Linked DNA regions of Sus scrofa: region 2 is linked to region 1. A link is a contact called in public HiChIP or PLAC-seq data. All regions are on one chromosome and are shown on one strand. Each heading gives the region's core, a stretch centred on a gene start, on an enhancer-like site or on the middle of the called end of the contact. The rest is flanking DNA. Distances are from core to core; before and after follow the strand shown.

The links. HiChIP or PLAC-seq counts read pairs in DNA pulled down with a chosen protein or histone mark.
Region 2: an H3K27ac HiChIP or PLAC-seq map of alveolar macrophages shows a contact between it and region 1. The contact joins two enhancer-like sites. A contact is called at or near these places in 2 of 47 Hi-C or Micro-C datasets (embryonic fibroblasts and epiblast stem cells) and 2 of 2 datasets of contacts at active chromatin or transcription factors (alveolar macrophages and skeletal muscle).

Annotation. Positions count from the first base shown.
Region 1 is chr7:11,388,700-11,394,081 of Sscrofa11.1, reverse strand. All of the region lies in intron 2 of JARID2 (protein Jumonji), which reads right to left. Among named protein-coding and RNA genes, the nearest start is that of JARID2, 33 kb to the right of the region's middle. Within about 2 kb of position 2,586, at least 8 of the 83 cell types and tissues checked have an H3K27ac peak or open chromatin away from gene starts, as enhancers often do. A contact at or near this core is called in alveolar macrophages, where this site is marked.
Region 2 is chr7:11,527,641-11,533,022 of Sscrofa11.1, reverse strand. All of the region lies in intron 4 of JARID2 (protein Jumonji), which reads right to left. Among named protein-coding and RNA genes, the nearest start is that of JARID2, 170 kb to the right of the region's middle. Within about 2 kb of position 2,457, at least 19 of the 83 cell types and tissues checked have an H3K27ac peak or open chromatin away from gene starts, as enhancers often do. A contact at or near this core is called in alveolar macrophages, where this site is marked.

The DNA.
Region 1 (5,382 bases), core at 1,337-3,836:
CACCCAAAGCAGTCTTTCAAACACCAGCTAATGCCTGATCACGCCGAGTTATCACTTAGGTGGTGGTATGGCTTAATAGCACTTGGATTTCCAGGCTAATTAATGATAACACATATGTCACAGGAAAGCCAAAAATCACACGCTAAAATCAAAGGGTTATGGCCCTTTATTTCCCATGCTATGATTCAGAAATTACTAAAGGAACTACCTTCAACACAGGTTCAGGAGTTCCCACGGTGGCACAGCAGAAACGAAACCAACCAGGATCCCTGAGAATGTCTAACCCTCGCTCAGTGGGTTAAGGATTCAGCGTTGCTGTGAGGTAGGTTGCAGCTACAGCTCCGATCTGACCCCTAGCCTGAGAACCTCCATATTCCGTGAGTGTGGCCCTACACGGAAAACAAAACAAAACAAAACACCCACGGTTCAAATACCCTATTTGAAGATTACCACCAACAACATCGCCTGTAAATACTGTACATTCAGAACTTCACCCCTTCCACTGACATCTTAGCAATTCTTCATGGTCTTGTTTTTTTTAATGCAGGAGGAGGGGGGAACCAGGAAGCCGATAGGAACAAGAGGCTGTGAAATCTAATTTTTTTTCCCCTAAATTGGAAGGAAAAAAACTGAGAAACTAATTTCTCAACTTGGCCCTGCTGTAGTTTAACTTGAACACACTGAGAGACGCTACATGACTACACGCAAACCAGAGCCAACATTTACTTTGGCAGAAAAAAAACAAAGTCATTGAAGTTATTTTTTTCTGAAGTGCTCCACTACAAAAGTCCTTTTTTAATGGATAAGCAAGAGAACCTTTCAAATTTTCCCACGTCAAAGATCTGAGAAGGAAAAAAAGCGGACAATGAGTAACCAACGATGCGAATCTTGGAGTCTAGGTGAAGAGTGTCCTGGTTCATCAGGCTGCTCCTTTTAACTCCTCTACGTGAAATTTCTCATATGAAAATTTAATCAAATTTATCTGGATGCACTCTGGGATAAGGTACAATGAGCATAACCTCCACCATTCACTGACTGCAGACCCAAAGATAAACCAGACATAGCTGTTTGTCCACGACATGCCCTTGCTCACAAGGTTCTCCCAGAACCAGGCCAAGTGCCACAGTAGGCGCTCGCTAGCCGTATCAACACAGTGGGAGCCCAGAGTTCTCTGGAAGCTGAGCCTTTCAAGGGAGGCAGAAGCTCACCATTTACTTTGGGAAAGAAGGGGGCAATAACACCACAGCCTTTGAGGAGTTCCTGTCGTGGCATAGTGGAAATGAATCAGACTAGGAACCATGAGGTTGTAGGTTTGATCCCTGGCCTTGTTCGGTAGGTTAAGGATCCGACGTTGTCGTGAGCTGTGGTGTAGGTCGCAGACGAGGCTCGGATCTGACATTGCTGTAGCTGTGGTATAGGCCGATGGCTATACCACAGCTCTGATTAGACCCCTAGACTGGGAATGTCCATATGCCTCGGGTGTGGCCCTAAAAGAAGACAAAGACAAGACAAAAAAAAAAAAAAAAAAAAAAAAACAGCCTTACAGGGTCATGAACTTGACAGGAAAGAGACAGAAAATGAACAGGAATGCATGTGCTGCAGAGGATGAGACTGGGATAAGACTGATCTAATTAGGGTTTCAGGTAATGCTTAAGAGCCCGGATTTTATCCCGGAAGCAATGGAGAGGTACCAAAGATCTGAACAGAAAAATAACTTTTTTTCCGTAACAGACAACTATGACAACAGCAGAGAAGTTCAGGGCGAGCATCTCATCTACACTAACCAATCAACACAAGTGCAATTGGTTTTCTGCTTTTGTTTTTGTTTTGTTTGGTCTCCCCCGTGGCATGTGGAAGTTGCCGGGCCAGGGATTAAACCTGTGCCAAAGCAGTGACCAGAGCCACTGTGGTGGACACATAGCACCACAAGAAAATTCCACAAGTGCAGGTTAACATAGATAGTATAATTTCAGTTCAAGAAAAGTTGTTTTGGAGTTCCCTTCATGGCTCAGTGGTTAACGAATCTGACTAGCACCCACGAAGATGCAGAGTCAATCCCCTGGCCTCGCTCAGGGCTCAGGCGGTTAAGGATCTGGTGCTGCTGTGAGCTCTGGTGTAGGCTGCAGATGCGGCTCGGATGCTGAGTCGCTGTGGCTGTCGCTACAGCTCCGATTGGACCCTTAGCCTGGGAACCTCCACATGTCCTGAGTGCAGCCCTAAAAAAGACAAAAAAAAAAAAAAAAAGAAGAAGAAAGAAAGAAAATGCACACACCCTGTGACCAGATAACTGAAATCCTAGGTCTACGCAGTAGAGAACTTCCTATAGATGTGAGTTAAGATACAAAGGAGTGTCATAGCTATGATGAGTAGGGGGAAAAAAAAAGGCAGCAGCTATTGTCCATCAGCAATAGGTATATAATGATGATAGGCTGGGGGAGGGGGAAGGAATTCAGTCTTGAGTATTTTCCTCCCTGAATCCCACTTCAAATGTAAACTATTCTTCACTTTTGAAGGCAGCCAGCAGCCATACAGCCTCACTTCCCTCTGCCTAGACACCTGCCACTTCCCTTCTTCTGCATCCTCCTCGCCTATCACAACCCCTGACTCACACACACACACACACACACACTCCTGATGGGGCCTCCTAGATATTTCGATGTGAGAAGGCAAACAAAAACCCTTTTGAGTCTTTTTTTTTTTTTTCTTAGGGTCACATCCACGGCACATGGAGGTTCCCAGGCTAGGGGTCGAATAGGAGCTACAGCTGTCGGCCTACACCACTACACCACAGCAACGTCAGACTTGAGTCATGTCTGTGACCTACACCACAGCTCATGGCAACGCCAGATCCTTAACCCACTGGGCGAGGCCAGGAATGGAACCTGCGTCCTCATAGATGCTAGTCAGATTCGGAGCGGAAGTCCGAAAAACCCTTTTTTTGAAGAAGTAAATAACTAAAAGCACCTCCCAAGGCCAGGTTCTTCTCTCCGAGAGCCAGGTGCAGACTTCCACCAGGTGGGCCTCCTCGATTCTTCCCCACCCTCAAGGGCTGAAAATCAGGTCTCTCCTTTTAGTTCTGTGAGAAGTAACATAATGTCTTTTCTATCAAAGGAAATCCTGGTTACTCCATTTTGCTAAAACACCCTCCTGCGACCCCCTCCCGCTTTCCCTCTTCTCCCAGCAACAGTTTTGTTTCCAATTAGCCAACCGGGAAGAAGGTGCGCCCTGACCTGACCAGTGGGAAGGGGACAGGTCCATCCCCCGCGTTAGGAATAAATAGGGAGGGTCTTTTCTCTTTGCAGTTTGAGAACCCGCGCCCCTCTGCAGAAGCAAAGAGTCTTGTTGAGATCTCCCCATGTTCACGTGCCTCATTGTCCCCCGTGTTCATGTGTCTCAGTTCCTGACACTGACGATCCGAGCCATTCCTGAACAGTTCTCAATACTTTTTTTTTTTTTAATCCTCTAACGAGAATTCCTTCTTCATACTCTGAGAATCTTGCTTTCCTGCACCTAGAGCACAGCACCATTCCCGTCCCCTCCCCCTTCCCCCTCCCCCACCTTCCTTTAACCCCACCCTTCCACAGTATGGGCTCAGTCACGTCCCGGAGAAAACCTCAAAAGAAACTCGGTAGCCACCCTAGGCTGGGGTGCTAGTGACATCCCCAGCAGACACCAGCAGCTACCCTTCTGGGTCTCTGAAGTGAGTTCATACACCAGCTGGTAACCTCTGCCCCGCCCACTCCTCCCACCACCGCTCCCTGTGGCAGCAGGTTGGGCAGCGGAGCCAGTGGGGAGGGACCCTCACCTTTCCTAGGTACCACAGTCAGCCAGACTGCTCTTCCTACTCGCAGGCTTCTTTCGGGATTCATTTTTTCCTGCTCTTCCTGCGCGCAGGCTTCTTACGGGGTTCATTTTTTCCTGCGCCTCCTACAGCATGCCCCACCGGGGTTCTCTCCCCCAGAAAGGGCAGTTTCCGCTTTCTCTACATTTACCCGTGTTCTTGCTACCTTTCTCCTGAAATGTGGCCAAGCAGTTCTAACTAAATGAATCCGCGGTTATGTATTAGTAAGCTACATCGTATGTACATTCTTCCTGTTTTTCCTCCTGAAGGTAATGCTTTAGTAACAGCCATGCCATGTATAAAAATCTTTAGTTTACCTTATTGTTTTCAACAATTGCCTTAAAATGCAAAAAGAGGCCTGCTGGACCTGGCCTAGAGATTTCAGTTTAACTACTAGTTCCTCTTTTCATTTGAGTAGCATGAAAAGGGGCTGGCTGACAACGTAGAGAGAGAGAGAGAGAGAGAGAGAGAGAGAGAGAGAGAGAGAGAAGGGTCAAAACCTCTAGGCCGAGACACCCTGGGGAACAGAAATACCATCTCATTATTAAAATCTCACAACAGAGGAAAAAAAGCAGGCGCCAACTCAGTTCCGCCCACACTACATACTGCTTGAGCCACTTCGCTCTCAAAACCTAATCAGTAAACATAAAAGAACACACTCTGCTTTGCAGAAGTACGTAACAATATATAGTTTATACACTTTAACATTTAATTCTATTAGCAGGCCAGCACTCAAAACCGCAGCGCTTACTACCATGCAAAGAATTCCACAATGACCTCTTCTTACCAAGTAAGAACCCACTCATGAAGGAACTGCAGCTTTCTAAAGAAATAATGGTACTAAGAACTCTGCTTTGTCGAATGTGTTCCCTCTTCCTTAAAGCACACCTAGGGCTTGCCAGCTGACAGCCTTGGAACTTGGGGAAAAACCCAAAAAAACAATCAAATCAGGCCGAGCCTATTACCAAGAAACCAGCGTAGCAACTTTGTGTGGAACAATCACTAGAGATTCCAGGTGGCAAGGATGAAACACAAAAGCACTGCCCTGGAAAGTGACACTTCAGCCTCTCTCCCTCCCAGCCCCTGACCATGTACCTGGACCAACAAAGACCCTTGCTTCATTCCGCAGGGCCCGGATATCTGCCCCAGCGCAGGACAAGCTTACTCACCACCACAGAGCCGACCCATCCTAGAAGTCCTTCTCCTTCAGCTCTCGCTGTCCTCAGGACACGCTGTCAGTGACTGACATAATTCCCAAAATGCAATGGCCAATACAAGCTCTGTCTCTCCAGGGACACTTTAAACTCCTTTTGGATAAAGAGCATATCTCTTAAATCCTTTGAAAGGCCCCTATGCTTAATTAAGCAGTATAGCAGGGGTGCCAAATCGGACAGGTCTGCATTGCCCTGGTTTTTCTGCAAGTCAGCTAAAACTGGACATTCAAGAGGAGGAGAGGGACCAACACAAAATTAAATTAACTAGGACATTTATCAAGTCAAACCTTAGTCACCTGAGGTACCTTCAACAGGGAAGGGAAGGAG
Region 2 (5,382 bases), core at 1,208-3,707, 140 kb before region 1:
TTTCCAGAAATACTGTATTTGCATTTGCTGAGACGGTATAAACATAGCTCCAAGGATTTCCAAAGGATTTGAGCAAGGCCAGTAGCAGAAGGCAAGACTGGTGGTGTGCAGAGACCCAAACAAGCCTCCCCTCTACCCAGTGCTGCAAATGACTATTACGCCCTTTCGGTCTGTAACATTCGAGTGCCCTGACAAGGTCTGATCCCCACGGAGTTCCAGGAAACAGCGCGAGACAAGTAGAACCTCTCATACCTAATACCCAAGCGGTACGCATCACTGCAGCAACTCCAAAGGGCTGAAAGACTTCCTGTTCAATTAAACCCTTCATTAATCCCTCCTGCTCGAGCCCATTTTCTAGAAATAGGAAATGATACAGCCACAGGTCAGCTTATCCCCTCCCAAGAAGGCCACAGCCCACAGATCTGTCGCGGGTGCCATCATAAGGCCTCAGCATGACCCAGCTCCACTTATCTCTGTGTGACAGTACAAAAGAGAAGGACAGAGTTCCGGCTGTGGCTCAGTGGTAAAAACCCCACTAGTACTCGTGAGGTTGCAAGTTTGATACCTGGCCTCGCTCAGTGGGTTCAGGATCTTGGTGGGTTGCTGTGAGCTGTGGTGTGGCTCACAGATGCAGCTCAGATCTGGCGTGGCTGAGGCAGGCAGTGGTGGCTCCAATCAGACCCCTAGCCTGGCAACCTCAATGTGCCACAGGTGGAGCCGAGAGAGAGAGAGAGACAGAGACAGAGACAGAGACAGAGAGACAGAGAGAGAGAGAGAGACAGAGAGAGAGACAGAGAGAGAGAGACAGAGAGAGAGAGACAGAGAGAGAGAGATAGAGAGAGACAGAGAAGGACAGAGAACAAAAAGGGAAAAGAGGGAAAGAAATAGGAGAGAGTCCAAAAGTTCTACATGACCTTAAAAAAGTGTGAAACTGGGTGGGAGGTGAGGGGAAGGGTGGAAAGCTCCAATAAGCAAAGGGAACAGCAACAGAATTTATGAGCTAAAAGCTGAGAAGTGACCACACTTCCAAAATCTTATCTTTTAACCTAGCTTCCCTGGTCCTGCCACATGAGGAACAACCCACTTCTGTGACGCTTCCCATCAACAGATGTGCTATTTTCCCGTGGCCCCGTCTCTCCCGTGCCACTTGCCCAGCCCCAAGCGATCAAGCCACTTCAGGTGCAGCGGGAGGCGCTTAGCTGAGGGGGCTTCCTGCATGGTCACTCTCAGGTTACATGCCACCATCCCACCAGGCTGGCCACCTCTGCAGGGAAAGGCAGAGCCCAGGACGCCCTGGAGGGAGGGGGCCAGGAGAGAGATAAACCGTCGTGACCTCACAGATGGTCAGAACCCAGGACATGCTGAGGTTTCCCGGAAAGAATGCCTCTGCAATGCACTGAGTAACTCAGAGAAAGCAGCCACTTGAGAGCAAGCCTCCACACAGCTGGCTTCGGCAGAGGCCACAGCACCGAGCGGCCACATCTGAGTCCTGTTCATCGAGATGCGAGCAGCAGGCCAGGGGGCCAGGAGGCGTGTAACTACTCTCTCTAGAAGGAGTTTCTTCAGTTCCACCAGCCGAAACATGCCCTAATGGTCTCCCTTTGATCAAAGAGGCATCCGTCTTCCACTGTGTCAATACGACGCCAAACACCACGCTCGCAGCCATCCATCAGCCCTGGGCAGGGTCGGAGGCCGCACCTCCAGCAATTTGTAAATGAGCCCCTAGGAGAACATTTCCAGCTGGACACTTCGAGAGAGCTTCCTGCCTCCCTCCATTCCCTCCAAAATGCCCTCAGAGACCAGAGATCACAACCGCACACGCAGAAAAGACCCTCAGAAGTGGACGTGGGAACCTCCCGGTGTGCAGAAGGGGCATTCGCCTCCCCAGCTCATCCCTTCCACTGGGGCTCCGTCCTCAAGTTTATCTTTGTTTGGTCTCCTATGTCACACAATGCTAGGCATCTTAGATTTTTAACCCATGCTTTCTGAAATGGGCTTTTCATCTGAGATGCAGAGTACAGCAATCTAACTTCACCGGGGTTCCCCCACACATGACTCTTGGTTTTCTTTTTTATGCTACACGATTTTTTTCCTGGCTGTACCGGTGGCATATGAATGCTCCCCGGACAGACTGAATCTGAGCTGCAGCTGCAACCTATGCCACAGCCGTGGCAACACCAGGTCCTTAACCCACTGTGCCACAGCAGGAACTCCAACGGTGAAGGATTCTGAAAACAGAAAATACTACAGGAATTAGTACCACCAGTAGAAACAGGATGCATTGTTGGAGCTGCTGGTGCAGTTAGGTAAGTTAGAGCTCCCTAGTCTGAATGTCCAAGATCCCTCAGTTCTAGAATTATAAAGCCACCAATGAATTTAAGCTAGGACTCATGAAATGAAAACACTGCTCAGTGAGCAGGGAAAACTGTAGATGCGTTTCACAGAAGAGTAAGGCAATGACTCAACAGGAAGACTCACGCCAGGAAACTCAGCACATCTACATTCTCCTCCTTCAGTTCCCCCTTCAACAAAGGACAGGACGAGGGCAGGCTGTTAACTGCACAAGGGAAGGCGTGAGCCCTGCCAGAGCTGGAGGGAAACCGAGGCAGATCCGCCCAGTGACAGGCAACCACTCGGCCTGCCTTCAGGTCCCTGAAGCCTGGGTTTCCTGAAGCACAGCCTCATCTAGTCACAGCAGGACAACATAAACCATGACCTGGGCTACACTAGAGTCCCTTCCTGCCAGCGCCTGAATCAACTTCCCTCTGGGGTCAAAACAGGCTTGGGAACCAATCCTTCACCCGAAAAGAACTTTCCAGGAAGAAAGGTACAAAGTATTCCTTCCTGACCCCGCTTCTCAAAGCAAACAACTACCAAGATAGCCTTTGCACACGCCCTTCCATGCTGATTAGCTCAACAATAAAACAGTAAAACCATCCTGGGCGAGCAGAGGGGGTGGGCCTGGGGGGCTAGGGCCGGGTCCATTCAGAGCTCCCAGCACTGCTGCAGCCAGACCTTTTGCGGGACTTGCAGAAGGAAACCATCGACCCCAAAGCAGGGGAACTTGAACTGCCCCCAGCCTCATTCTTCCACGAACTGAATTCATCTCAAGTGACATGGAAACACAGAAAAACATTACACTGGGAAAAACTACAGGAGAAACACGTTCTGGCCAAGGTGTGGAGAAAAGAGACCCCTAGGCACCAGCGGTGGAAGGTACACCGGTGCAGCCAGATCTGGGAAACAACTCAAAAACACAACTATCCTATGATCCAGCAATTCCGCTTCTGGGTGTTTATCTGAAAGAAATGAAGTCACTACCTCAGAAAGATAGCTACAATCCCAAACTCACCGCAGCATTCTTTACGCACCAAGATAGGGAAGCCGAGAGTTAGCAGGGGGCTGAATGGAAAACGAAAACGTGGTATGAACACACAACGACAGAGTACTCAGCCACAGAAATGGAAATCCTGCCACTTACGGAACATCGACGGTTGCCGGGGGACCAGGCTAAGTCAGACCACGACAAATACTGCACAACCTCACCCACACGTGGAATCTAAAACACCAAACCCACAGAAACAGAGAGTAGTTTAGGGTTGTGTGTGTGTGTGTGTGTGTGTGTGTGTGTGTGTACGTGATCAAGGAAAAAGTTCCGGTTACAAGATGATTAAGTTTCTGGGGACCTAACAGTAATATATGCACATGCCAGAGCATCGGGTTGTACCCCTTAACCTCTACACACTGTTAATGGCAATTACATCTCAATAAAGCTGGGTGGGGTGGGGTGGGCGTAGGCAGAATGACGGATAACATCCAGATGTAACCTGACATCTAGAAAATTTAAAATAAACTAGCCAGAATTAAAGATTTAACTTGGTGGTAACTTAAAAGCATTTTTCTGTTACAAACAAGCCCAAATCTATTTATAGGATAGCAAGAAAAAATGTCAGTTATTAAGACAGACCACAAAATTTCAAAGAAACATCCCAGAAAAGAAAGGTTCTTTCTAGGCCCCAGAAACAGAAAGTTGAGAAACCCTGTTCTATGGCTGACCATCCATCTTCCGCCTGCCCTCTGAGAGATGAGGAAACAGGGGCTCAAGAAGAGTATTTGGTGACGTGAACAGGATTAAGCCACCACTGAATACTTGTAGAGAACACATAGTAACACTCTGTCAAAATTCTTGAATTAACCTTCCGTGGAATGCACATAAAGGAACTCTGAGACACTTGGACAAATGAATGGGTTCACTTCCTGTTGAGAGGCAGGGAGCAGGGAGTAGCCTTGTTGTCATGGTGACTGTAAACCCAGGCATTCCTATCCGCACTTGACAGTGGTTAAGCTAAACACAGATGAGAGCTGACCCTGTGTGTCCTGGAAAGAATTCTGTGACATTCCCTCCTGCCCAGCATCTCCTTGTGGGAACTGGCTCCATCCCAATCTCTATGCAACACTCTCTGGGAACCCCCCCTCACCACACACACAGACACACACACACACACACACAGAAACCCAGTGGCTAAAAATACAACACATTTCACTTTAAAGGATAAGCCACGGAGAAAATGTTCATCAGTACATGGAATTGCCCTTCACAGCCAGCATGACCAGAAGCATGAATTCCACGCACCAAGAGACCGCCAGGGAGATATTTGGTGCCATCTCTTCTCCTCTGGTCTAACACAACCTACTTTTATAAAACACAGAGGCCGCTGGGCACACACTCAAAGGTGGAGACAGACCTGTGGAGGTGTGTGTGTTTTACGGGCAGATCCCCCGCTGGGTATAAATTAAATCCCGTGCAAGCTGAAACGTGTGAAGTCAGGGAGAGAAGGAGAGGTTCACTGGCACCTACGTGTGTACAGTCTCACCCTCCCCCCTCTGCCCCACGCACACCAAGTCACACGTAGGTCCTAGAAGGGCCTCAGGGTTGAGTCCTAAGAACGGGAGTGTGTGATGAGTGCTGCATTGCCAGCCAGAAGGCCAGCCATCAGCACCAGGTATAACCCCAAAGAAGTAACCTGCAGCGACCCGGCCCTGTTCCAGACCGCCCTCTGCACAGCCCAGAAAGAAGAGCTGCAAACACCCTAGACCTGCCACCCCACCATCAGTGTGGGGTGCCTACCTGGCCGAAGGGGGCAGCGCCTACTGTGACCACGGGCAGTTGGCAACATCCTACAGAGAGGCAGCCCACCGCAGTCCCTTGCAAAGGCCACCCAACTGCCTGCCTCGGTGAGAGATCTGTGGCAGGAAGATACTTCCACTCAGACAGCACGCCCTTAGGTATAGCCTGGGCACAAGAGCAACTACCTTAAGTACAATTACACCCTAAAGAAAAAGGTGGGGTGGGGAGGAGGCGGCGGGCAGCCAGCGACCAGT